Linked DNA regions of Zea mays: regions 2, 3 and 4 are each linked to region 1. Evidence: chromatin contacts called from public Hi-C data. All regions are on one chromosome and are shown on one strand. The core of a region is the stretch at or near the end of the contact, and the rest is flanking DNA. Distances in the headings are between cores, read along the strand shown.

Region 1 (2,931 bases), core at 380-2,879:
TCAACTAATGCCTAACTAATTACTAATCTCATCTACTAATATACTAATTCCTAAATACTTAATAAGTAATAATCAAGTAATAACTACATACTAACTAATAACTATATACTAACTAATAACTAACCACAAAAACGAATTCATAACTCAATAACCATTAAATATGGTACCTGACTTACACTATCAACTAATGCCTAACTAATTACTAATCTCATCTACTAATATACTAATTCCTAAATACTTAATAAGTAATAATCAAGTAATAACTACATACTAACTAATAACTATATACTAACTAATAACTAACCACATCAAACAGAGTAATATAATTAAAGAATACTGTGCGAAAATAGGGTATACCTGAGGTTCCAGTGGAGACAAGCTACCGATGGCGGAGGTGGAGCCTGATGGTCTCGTATCTACAAAAAAACATATTACTCCAAGTAATAAATCCGGCATCACCTTCCCTATACAATGAGGTTTCTGAAACCTGCAGAGAAACGAACAACACGATGGCTGACATGCACACTCTACAATTGAGATAACAACACTATGACAGACATATACAAGAACATTCACTAAATATACTCACAAGTAATAGCTAACTATATACTAACAACTAAATAGCTAGCTAACTACATATACTAACAAGTAAATAGGTAACTAACTATACATTAAACCAAGTGAACATGTGCTAACTAATACTAAATTACTAAATACTAACTAACTACAAACTAAAGAAATATATAGTAACTAAATGCTAACTAAATACTGCAAACTAAAGAAATACTAACTAACTACAAACTAAAGATATACTAAATGCTAACTAAATACTAAAATACTAAACACTAAATACTAACTAACCACTAAACTAAGTAAATACTAACTAATTACTAAACCCTAAACACTAAAGAAATACTAACTAATTACTAAACTACCGATGCAGGAGGTGGCGGTCCGGAGTGGTGTGCTTACCGGCGATGGCGGTGCATGGGAGGCGACGACTGTCCGGCGAGCAGGCCTAGCGGGGCACGGGAGGAGCAGGCCAGGCGGTGGCGGTCCGGCGAGGGAGCACCTCGTTGGCGCGGGCGGCGCGAGGGCGGCACAACGACATTGTGGCGCGGGCGGCAGGCCGGCGTGGAGCGGGGCTCGAGTGACGACGGGGGGAGCAGCGGGCTTGGGCGGCGGCGGGGCTCCATCGGTTCAGTGAGAGAGGTTAGGGAGATAATGGAGAAAGAGAAACTGCCCCGGCGTTTAAATACTAGCTCGACGTCAAGATCTGTGGCGCCGAGATAGCTGCCACGTCGGCTCCACGAAAACATCGCATCAGCCCTCACTAGTCAATGAGTCACGTATCTTAGCGCTATAGACTGTGGCGCTGATCAGTATTATCTCGGCGCTATAGACTACGGCGCCGAGCAAATTAAAAAAAAATTAAGACGTCAGGATCTAAACATGATTATTTTTTTTTGGAAAAATGGCTAAAATGCAAAAGAAATTTGGACTAAGTGCAAACGGCAAACCCCAGTTGTTCAAAACCTCACGCTGTCTCCACGGCCTCCGCCGTCGCGACCCGCAGTGCATGCCAACTTCCTAGCGGCAGGCCCCACACGTCAGCGTCTAGCCAGTATAAACTTTCCTCCCTCCGTCCCTCCTCCTTCCCCGTCTTATCCCCTCGCCCCTCCTCCCCTCCGCCGCTCCCCCCAGTCCCCACCTCACCTCGTCAACCCCCTCCTTGGATAGGGTTAGAGTTCCCCCGGCACGAGCGCGAGCCATGGCCTCCTTCACCTGCTCCCAGGTCGGCGCTGCGGCAGCGGGCGGAGCCTCGCCCTTCCTCGGCTACCGGCGGCGGAGCGGCCCCGGGGGCGCCATTCCGTCGAGCTCCCTCTTCGTGGGCCGGCGGTTGGCGGCGGTGCAGATGCGCGCGCCCTCTCGCGGGGTCCGCGGGGGCTCCGCGCTGCGGGTCACGTGCGAGAAGGTGGTGGGGATCGACCTGGGCACCACCAACTCCGCGGTCGCCGCCATGGAGGGCGGCAAGCCGACCGTCGTCACCAACGCTGAGGGTGCGCGCACGACTCCCTCCGTAGTGGCGTACACCAAGACAGGGGAGCGCCTGGTGGGGCAGATCGCTAAGCGCCAGGCGGTCGTGAACCCCGAGAACACCTTCTTCTCTGTCAAGCGCTTCATCGGCCGCAAGATGTCTGAGGTCGACGACGAGGCCAAGCAGGTCTCGTACGGCGTTGTCAAAGACGACAACGGCAACGTCAAACTCGACTGCCCCGCTATTGGCAAACAGTTTGCTGCCGAGGAGATCTCTGCGCAGGTAACTTGTTATGTTAGATAGGTTTTCTACTCTCAGCTGGTGGATATGCATTTTACTTTTACTGTATTTTTTTCATGGGACGACTTGTACAGAAATTAGAGTTCTGAGGATATGGGTAAATGCTACTCTTGTTGTCATTCAATTGCAGTTTTACTAGAGAATAGCTCCTGGACCTGGCAAATCATTTGTTAAGGTACACCAGATCCAGATGGATGCTTTTTGTAATGCAAGTGGTTACATTGCGTTTGAGGTAAAAGGTGTATTTTGCCACATAAACACTGAGTGAATTTAAAGTAAGTTGTTTTTGTGTTACTAGGCACCCAGTCTGTGTTAGAATATTTGGTAATGCTATACTGTTCTGATTCTTTGGAGAGTTAGTGCCAGTTTTGAATGCATGGATTTTTTCCCCAGAAGGCTGCATATGTAAAATTCTGGGTGCACCAAACTGGGTTTATGTATTTTGATTTCAGCTTGAAAACAAATGGCATTGTGATATGATTTCTATCAACATTGTGGTTTGCTTGAAATTTCTTTGCTTCAGTTACGCAGTTGGTCATTTGTGTTCTTATGTACTTATGACCTGGGGGAGTGAGTTTTTGAATGTATAAGAA
Region 2 (3,066 bases), core at 82-2,581, 290 kb before region 1:
ATCCCTTGTCTAAAAAGCCATCGCAGCATGATGAACCCGAGAACCTCCCTATACCGACAACTTCCCTACCGTCGTTCCCCTTTTCGGGTAAGGTACTCATGCACTAGATTTCCTAATTAGTCAGCTAAGGGCGTCCCATACCACCCATATGGTAGCACTGTTATCTCAAGTTAAGCTCCATGTTCCAATATACATGATGATCTTGTCATGAACAATACTTAAAACAACAGCAAAATTGGAACATGATCATAATTCAAATGTAACATTAAACCTAAAACCAGGTAGAGCAATAGCATATACTACCCAAAGGTTCAGTGGTAAACAAGGTGTGGGATAAACAATACTAGGAAAACCTATTAGGTCCCATCAAATTAACCTGAGCATGTCATAGTGATTAACAGGAACATTATTAGATAAAGAAGAGTGATCAAGGGCACAACTTGCCTTAGACTTGAGATCCCTTGTACTTCACCAAATTGGTCTTCAGATTTGTCGTGACCTCACTACTACTCGTAGCAATACATACAAATAGACAAGGAGCACATAAAAATAACAGTACACCAAACATGAGAACAAACAGCGTAAGAATATTCTACGCGTCGCTACGAGATCGTAGGTTCCAGAACGACTAAAATCGGAGTTATGGTTCAGAAGCTAAGTTTTTCTAAAGTTTTAGGTGATTAAATGATAATAATATATTTTATGATATAAATCAAGTCAAAAGTATATTACAAATAAATAACTAATTCAACTTTAGTCTAGGTTATAACTTGATTAGATATCATATTTTAGTCAGATTATAATTATAAATTGATTAACTTTGATTAGCAATATTAATCTGCTAAACATAGATTAAACAATATCTAGTTGTTATTGTGTAGATAATGTTATTACGAAGATTACACAACTAGAACGGAGTTATTCCGAGTTACAATGTGCAATATATGAATTTCCAAAGTCTATTGAATTACTTTTATACTAAAAATCCATTTTGGAGCCTAATTTATATAAATCAGATAACCATTTTATTTCTTAGATCCCTGGGGCTAAAATCGTAAACCTAAGGACCCATATGTAATTATTTTCCTACTTGTGTGGATGGCGGGTTGAATAAACAAAAGCACAAGGAGTTTTTAACAAAACCACGCGGCCGAAAGGGTATGATGACACCTAGGCCATGGGATCCAAAGCTCACGACCTAGATTAGATCCCCACTTAAACGAACCGGTACCTAATCAACCGTTGTGATTTAAACGCGAAAAGGGAGGTATGCTACTTTTAATCCTGACCACACAGTTTGATCCGACGGTCCAGGGCACATCTCTCTTACCCCATCGTAGGGGCAGGGCACGATGGCGCCCAGGCCTAGCCACGGCGATTCCTTGCCGGAGAGGGGTCAACGACTGCCTAGTGAACAAATCGTGTTCGGAAAACGTGTAAAACAAAATTCAAGCACCAACAAACTTGATAGCAGAGTCTTACCATGGCATAGCTTGGTGGTGAGGCCGGTCCATGCCGCATGGCCATCCGCAGCGGAGGCGGGTCAATGGCGAGCTATCCTAGGCCTCCACGGTGCCCACTCTTCTGAAGAGAGCTCAATTCGCCCCAGCGTGACCCGACGTAGCTCCCTGACCATCTCATGCTCTCCAATTGCAGACGCCGGTGGGGTTCCATGGTGGTGGCCGCCAACTGCTCTTGGCTCCCTGTGTTGTGCTCCCATCGCGGTCGGGTTCCCAGCAATGGGGAAGAGGGAGGGGGTCCTAGGCTCCCACTTATACGCTGGTAAGGCAGGGAATCATAACAACTTCATCCCATACTGGCCGGTGAAGATCAAAAGTTGCGGTGAACTCTGTTGCAACTGGGAAGAAGGCCCTGGTGTCGGGGTCCACCTACTAGAGATCGAAGCGGGGAAGGGTGCAGAAGAGATAAGGTGATATCAGGAGGGGCCCATGCGCCAATGATTATGGAGGGAACGGGAGTGCGAGGCAAGAGGGCTGACATGTGGGACCCAATCATCAGTGAGTGCGTGCGCGAGCGATTGGGCTAAGGCATGAGTGGAGAAGGGTTACTAGGCCCGCTGGCAGGGCCGAGCGGGTGAGGGAAGAAAGGAAGTGGGCCACTAGCCCTACATGTGAGAAGACATGGGCCGCCCGATTGTTTCTTTTTTATTTTCCTATTTTGGTTTTCAATTTCAAATTTCAAGTTTGAATTTAAATCTGCTATACACAAATGAAAAGTCCAGCATGATGCAAAGTATATCAATATTTTTTATTGCTATTCTTATTTCTCTAAGTAATAATATTTTAAAACATGTAAATTAATAAAGATTAAATCACACAATCAAATAATTAAGGATCTCTTTTCCTATCACTTATTAAATAAAATAAGTAATAACTTTAACAAATTAAATGTTTATTACATATTCATAAATGATTATGAAACTTTTATTGGTCCACACTTTGGTGAAATTCATTCAGAGAATCTTTCAAAGTATAAGTTTTAAATGAAAGGATTATTTTAACTCCTCAGGGCTCTTTTCATTGTCATTTGTTTCACAGTATTTTAATCTTGAGATAAACTTTTCCTAATTTACCTAAAACATGATTTTAGGGTACTACAAATTCTACCCCCTTAAAAATTATCTCGTCCTTGAGATTACTAAAAAAAGGGATGCAACAAGTTTGCTTTGAAATGATTCCTAAACCTAATGGGAAACAAAAGTTTTGTTTCAAGTTTTAAATACTAGTTAGTAGATGATTAGGAAAATATGGATATAGTATGTCTAGCCATCTATACGATTATGTCAAGGATAGGTTGTGGCAAGAATGGCTAGGCAAGGAAAGACTTTATCTCGGATGGTGGATCTTGATTCATCTGAAGTTCTGATTCTATTCACATCCTTCCTTGTTGAGGTTGACCTTCTTCGGTCTTTGTTCTTGGAGTTGTCATCAGAATTAGGGACATTTAGTTAAGGAAGATTTGTAGGTAAACAAAAAAGGTTAGTAGGTGTTATGAGCTAAATAAGTTTAGGTAGAGTCTGTCATGTTGTTTTGCTTATGGGTTGGG
Region 3 (2,962 bases), core at 2-2,501, 320 kb after region 1:
CACATATCCTTGTCAAATATACGAAGAGAGTTGCTGACACAGCGAACAGAGGGCAAGAAATGGAAAGTAATAAAAGAACTCTTAAGTTGTGAACCATGCATTGCCCAAAGTAACCAAGCGATCTCACCACCACACAAAATTACCCAATACCTCATGCTGACATAGGTACTACCTTCCTAGAAAGCAAACAGACAGGATGAACATAAAAAAAGGCCCCCGAAAGGACCCTCAAAACTTGAAGTGTATCGTATAATTGTTGCACTCCAAAGCCCAATTCATCACATTCTGGACGAAAAGTTCCACCCCATCAAGAGAAAACAGCAACCCAGAGGCATGTCTCCAAAAAATGTGTCGGGAAAACAAACCAGACCAACACCACACCACTGGAAAAGCTCACATTCAAGCTCATCATTTCGCAATACACAAACACCATTAGCCGCATCTGGTGGATCAAACAGTGAGATGATCTAAATGAACTACTAACCTCACAATTCAAGAAACCCTTAAAAAGGGAAAAAGAAAGAATTACACACTTCACTCAACCACACTCTAGGATCCAATATTAATCTACCGCAATAGCAAAACTCAAACGCCAATAACGTCCCCTAAGATTTCTGACTATAAACCCTCGAGAATTGAGTAAAAAAACTGAACCCGGAAAAATTGTTAGAAAATGAACTTCAGATTGGGGACGAATGAGACACCAATGTGCCATTGTGGAACCTAATTTCATTCTTGCGCACCGGAGGAGAGGAAGAAGAACCTCACCAGGTCCTGAACGGATAGACACCAAGCAGCAGGCTTATCCACAGCACAACGTGTGGGGAAGAAGCAAGATTCAGTTCGCCTGGCGACAAAGAAACAAAAGCTCCTAGGACGGAATCCGTCCAAGCAAAGCCCGGCCAGGAATCACTTACCAACAGAGGAAGAAACCAATCCACCCACTCCCGGGTGGATCTCTCCGCATTCCAATGGGCGGGCGGGAGGAGGAGCTTGCCTGCGGTGGCTACTTGCTGGGGGTCCGCGCCCTAGCGCCGCCGCCGAAACGGGTTGCCCGTCGCCGACTTGCTTGCTCTTTCCAGGGTCCAGGCTAATGTTCCTCCCCTCCCTATGCGTCAGCTACGGGTTTTGCAGGTTCGCCTCGTTTTACTTGTAGGCAGTAGGCACCCAAGCTAAACAGTCTTTTGATGTCCATTACAGGTCATCATCGGAGCCATGAGGGGCCTTCTCACGTGTTCAACCATGCAGCAACTCTGCAACTGCGCGCCTGAATGCCTGATTTTCATATCAGAAACTTATTACTGCAACTCAGTTAATGATCATTTTAAGATTACTACAACTCAATTAATAATCATTTTACTGTAGGAGATGTAGGGGTGTTCAGTTTCCGTGACAAGTTTGTCACATTGGGTTTTGAATACAAATTATTAAATATAATATTATTTAAAAATTTTAATTACACAGACTAAACGACAGTAACACGAATTTATCAAGTCTAATTAATTCATTATTAGCAAATGTTTATCATACCATCACATGGGTGAATTATGAACTAATTGATTATAATAAGTGTGTTTTGTTGTTTATTCATTTATGTGTAACTAGTTTTATAATTAGACTATATTTATTACTTCTAATTAGTATTGAAATATATGTGACGGAGTTAAAATTTAGTGACTAGATCTAAACACATCATGATTCATGCATGTAGCCCCTCTCCATAGCCCCTCTCCATAGGTCTTTGCCTCATATGAACCGTCGATAGATATGTTAGGTGTGTTTGGTAGAGCTCTAACAGCTCCACTCTCAGCGATAATTACTCCCATCCATCTAAAAAAATCTACTTCTGCCGCTCCCAACGTGCTCCACTCTCCACCCCTTAGGAATCACTTCACACACTATTTGCCAAACATTTTTTTCGTCGGATAAATTCACTTCTCGTAGAGAATCATTCAGAATCACTCTATCGAATAACCAACTACTGGAGCTAGAGAATCATAAAGCGGAGTTGTATCAAACGAACCCTTAGGGCTCATTTGGTAGAGCTTAGAGTTTAGGTTTTTCTTCGGTACATACCTCTAATCAAATTGATTGGATTTAATTTCTAGGTAAATTCTAGGCAATATTATTTAACATGCAAGGTTTTCAACCAAACAGACATTGTGTATAGAGGGTCTTAACATTATTATGCATCTAAATGAAAAGTAGGGATGGAACTCTTGCTTATTTTGTATTAATAAGTTTTGTGCCCTTGTTAAGCAATGTGGTTTAAGTGGTCTTGGTTACGGTGGACATACTTATACTTAAACAAGTGTTTCGGAAAAACTGGAAGAAAAAGATGTTAAGAGGTATAAGGCTAGAAAATATTCTAAGGTTTTAACTTTTCCCAACTTAATTAAGACCTTCCTTAATTATGTATCCTATGTTCCTGACCATGGTCTAGACAAGTTTTATACGGAGTAGAGATGTTCCTAACACATCCGAATTGTATCACAAATCTAATATTTTAGCATAGATATACATAGAATTTAAAGTTAATTTTCGGCAATGTTATTAAGAATATTATAAAGTATTTAAATAAATTTTTTTATATTTTTTATGTACATTATTTTCTCCTTACAACAAAAAAGGTAAAAAAACATCCGAATCCGTATTCGGATAGACATCCGAATTTTATATGAATTATTTAAAAAGATATAGAATGAATTTAATGTTTATTTTTTGTGAAGATTAATAATCTCAATGTTAAAAACAAGAATATAAATTTACATAGCAAATTATATATGTTAGTTGTTCACAATCGAAGAAAGAAGACAAAAAAAATAGCATCCGAATAAATATCCGGATCCATCCTTAATACGGAGTAAGGTGACTTTCTTTTTTTGCAAGTTTTTATGATACTATTTTTATGATGCATGTATGATGGCCTAGGCGTCCTCTCATCAAATATAGAGATGCTATT
Region 4 (2,700 bases), core at 47-2,546, 400 kb before region 1:
CAGGGGGTGCCCATGCTATCGGTATCCAGTGATCTGGGCCGCTGGATCCGGAGCAGACGGTTGAGATCAAACGCCAAGGGGTGTTGGTGGCTTCGGGCGGTGCTGCTCCTGTCCGCGGCGGTGAAGTCGCCATAGATGAGGTAGGTGCGGGCTCCAGGGGGTTGAGGTTGCCGGAGCTGGTCAGGACGGGTGATGGGAACCCGGCGAACTCGATGGTGGGGTTTTGGCCGTGAGAACGGGGCTGGAAGCTGGCAAACGACGGAGAGGGTGCTCCGGGTGGGTCGGGGTTACTCCAGCGAGCAATCCCGACCGCGGGGAGGGGTGATCAAGCGCGCCGAGGCCGACATAGGCTCCGGTGAGGGGTGTGGGACACCTAGGGCTGAAAAGCAAGCACGCGGTGGGGCTGAATCGGCCAGACGCTGTGCGGTTGCGGCGAATCGGCGGCAAAGCTCCGACGAGCTCTAATTCACCGCAGAGGTAAAGGAATCGGGGCAAAAAAAAGGTGTGGGGACAGTTCCTTACCTCAGGATAGCGCTCGAGCAGGGCTTGGCGCGACGTTCGGAGCTCCGGGCAGACGACGCGGCGGGTGCGGATCACCGGCGAGTTCGGGTGGCGGCGACTACACACGAGAGAGGCTGGGCGAGAGTGAAATGAGGCAAGGGAGAGAGAGCGGGTGCGGGTGGGGCTCAAAAGGGAGCTGGGGAATTGTAATACCCACTTTGTAAGAAAAATCTAAAAGGAGAAATTAAATTCATATATATATATATGTGTGTGTGTTATCTCTACTTATCATTTCATGTGGACACCTCACTTACACAAATAAATAATTAACAAAAGACACTCAAATAAATCATGCATCATGCTGGGTTTTGTATTTTGTGAGCATATTGTGTCAATATAAAATAATAATGTGACAAGGAATATATTAAAAAGTCCAAAGTGGAATCTAAAACCTAAAAGAGATTCTAGAATTTAGAAAAGAGAAGCAAACAAATATTATGTGATATAAAAATATAAATAATATATATATATATATCTCCAAATTGAAACTTGTCATGACACAATATAATCTAAGGATAAATTTGTCACAAGTTTGAATTTAAACTAGAATTTAAATTTGAATTTGGAAAAGAAGGAAAGGAAAAGGAAAATATTAAAAGAAAAACAGAACTGGGCACAGTTGGGCCTAAGCAACCAAATCTGGCCCACTTCCGTTCTTCCCTTGCGCGACCCAAGTTTCTGCCCCTCCCCGCGCGCACGGTCACCTCCCCGTGGGCCCGGTCTGGCAGCCCGTTGCGCAGTCACACTCCCTCGCCCCTTTGTCTCTGCTACGAGGGCCCCATCGTCAGTCGCTCTGTAGCTCTTCCCCGACGACCGAGCTGTTGCAACTACCTCGCGCGATGCGGCTGGGAAAGGAGCTGCGGCCGGACCTTCGCTACACCACGGACTCGTCCGCACCCTGAGATAAATTCGTGGACACTAGGGTTTTTGCCTCACAACGCCTAGACCAATCACCTCAAGTCGCCGCCATTAGCTACTCCATCGCGGGCGGAATTCACGTCAACCACCTACGACGACCTTCACGGGTGTAGCCGGATTGACATCGCTGGGACCTCACTTGTGAACCGGGGGGCGTCTTCGGTGCGCCAGGAAGCAAACCAAGGCCGCTGCTCGCACGAATTGGGTTGCGGCGCTCGGGAATTCCTCGTCGACGCCACGGAATCCCGACCTCCACTCATCCACCGGGGCCGGAGAACCTCTGCTGCGCAGTTAGGTATGAGAAACCCCGTTAATTTCCTCAGTTTGTCGGTCGCGTAGCACCCAATTAGCCATGGCTCGTGTGTCGATTCGGGGTAGCGGGTGTTGCTGGAGCGGCACACTGTGGACCGGGTTCTACGATGGATGGTGGCAGCAATCGAGGGGTGAATCAGGCTTGGGGGATCGTCAATTTCGCGAGGGTCGTGCGAATTGGGGTATGGCGCTCGGGAGGACCGGATTTCGCGAGCTCCAGTGAACCCGCCGCCGTGCGGTGGCCTGCTCGCCGTGAACCAGTGCCAGGGGAAGGAGAGTGACAGTGTGCCGTGTGATATGCATCGTGCAGTTGTGATTGAATCCAGAGAACGAAGGGTCTGGCCCGTAGGATTAGAATCGTACGGTTAAAATGAGGGTATGGGGACTTCATTAGATCTCCATCGTAGATAGGAAATCGGGCGGTTCTAGCGTGTTGCCGCTATTTGTAACTAGATTCCAATCCGCACCATTGAGATTTGATCTGACGGGCGATATCGCGTACCGGTTCGCAAGAGTAATAATTTAATCTAGCGCGCCCGTGTCTAATCCAACGGTCGTGATCGCTGCGCACCCTTTCGTGGCGCATTTTGCTTAAAGAGCCCCTCTGGAATTAGGAGATGAACCCGCGGTCCACTGCGGGGTTGGACTGAGTCTCGGGTGTATTTGTAGAATAACCCCTGTGCTTCTCAAATTTTGGTGCGCAGCCTAGATAGATATTATAACAGAGAAATTGATTTAGAAATGGAATTTTAGTGTAAAAATAAAAGGCTAGAACTTGTTTATTCCATAGAAAATTCATATGAACTCCAAATTAACCCATTCCAGTTTCTAAAATTTTGTAATATTATTTTCTATCACTTAGAATATCTGTTTTGACATGAAAACAGTAATAAAATTAATTTCCCACTT

The links. A called contact is a pair of places that touch in the nucleus more often than the background predicts.
Region 2: a contact with region 1 is called in a Hi-C map of tassel, with 2.4 times the contacts expected there. The contact joins the enhancer-like site here to the promoter of LOC103650436 in region 1. A contact is called at or near these places in 3 of 25 Hi-C or Micro-C datasets (ear, leaf and tassel).
Region 3: a contact with region 1 is called in a Hi-C map of ear, with 7 times the contacts expected there. The contact joins the promoter of LOC103650437 here to the promoter of LOC103650436 in region 1. A contact is called at or near these places in 9 of 25 Hi-C or Micro-C datasets (bundle sheath, ear, leaf and 3 more).
Region 4: a Hi-C map of tassel shows a contact between it and region 1, with 3 times the contacts expected there. The contact joins the enhancer-like site here to the promoter of LOC103650436 in region 1. A contact is called at or near these places in 3 of 25 Hi-C or Micro-C datasets (endosperm, leaf and tassel).

Annotation. Positions count from the first base shown.
Region 1 is chr3:99,947,707-99,950,637 of Zm-B73-REFERENCE-NAM-5.0, forward strand. LOC103650436 (stromal 70 kDa heat shock-related protein, chloroplastic-like) reads left to right here and starts at 1,630. Exons shown (of 8, transcript NM_001367263.1): 1 at 1,630-2,320. The coding sequence starts at 1,772.
Region 2 is chr3:99,653,285-99,656,350 of Zm-B73-REFERENCE-NAM-5.0, forward strand. No RefSeq gene overlaps it. Among protein-coding and RNA genes, the nearest start is that of LOC100381865, 76 kb to the right of the region's middle. Within about 2 kb of position 1,332, at least 18 of the 20 cell types and tissues checked have an H3K27ac peak or open chromatin away from gene starts, as enhancers often do. A contact at or near this core is called in ear, leaf and tassel, where this site is marked.
Region 3 is chr3:100,263,719-100,266,680 of Zm-B73-REFERENCE-NAM-5.0, forward strand. It overlaps LOC103650437, which reads right to left and starts at 1,252. Exons shown (of 8, transcript XM_008676007.4): 1 at 918-1,252; 2 at 769-774.
Region 4 is chr3:99,544,350-99,547,049 of Zm-B73-REFERENCE-NAM-5.0, forward strand. No RefSeq gene overlaps it. Among protein-coding and RNA genes, the nearest start is that of LOC103650435, 48 kb to the left of the region's middle. Within about 2 kb of position 1,297, at least 17 of the 20 cell types and tissues checked have an H3K27ac peak or open chromatin away from gene starts, as enhancers often do. A contact at or near this core is called in leaf and tassel, where this site is marked.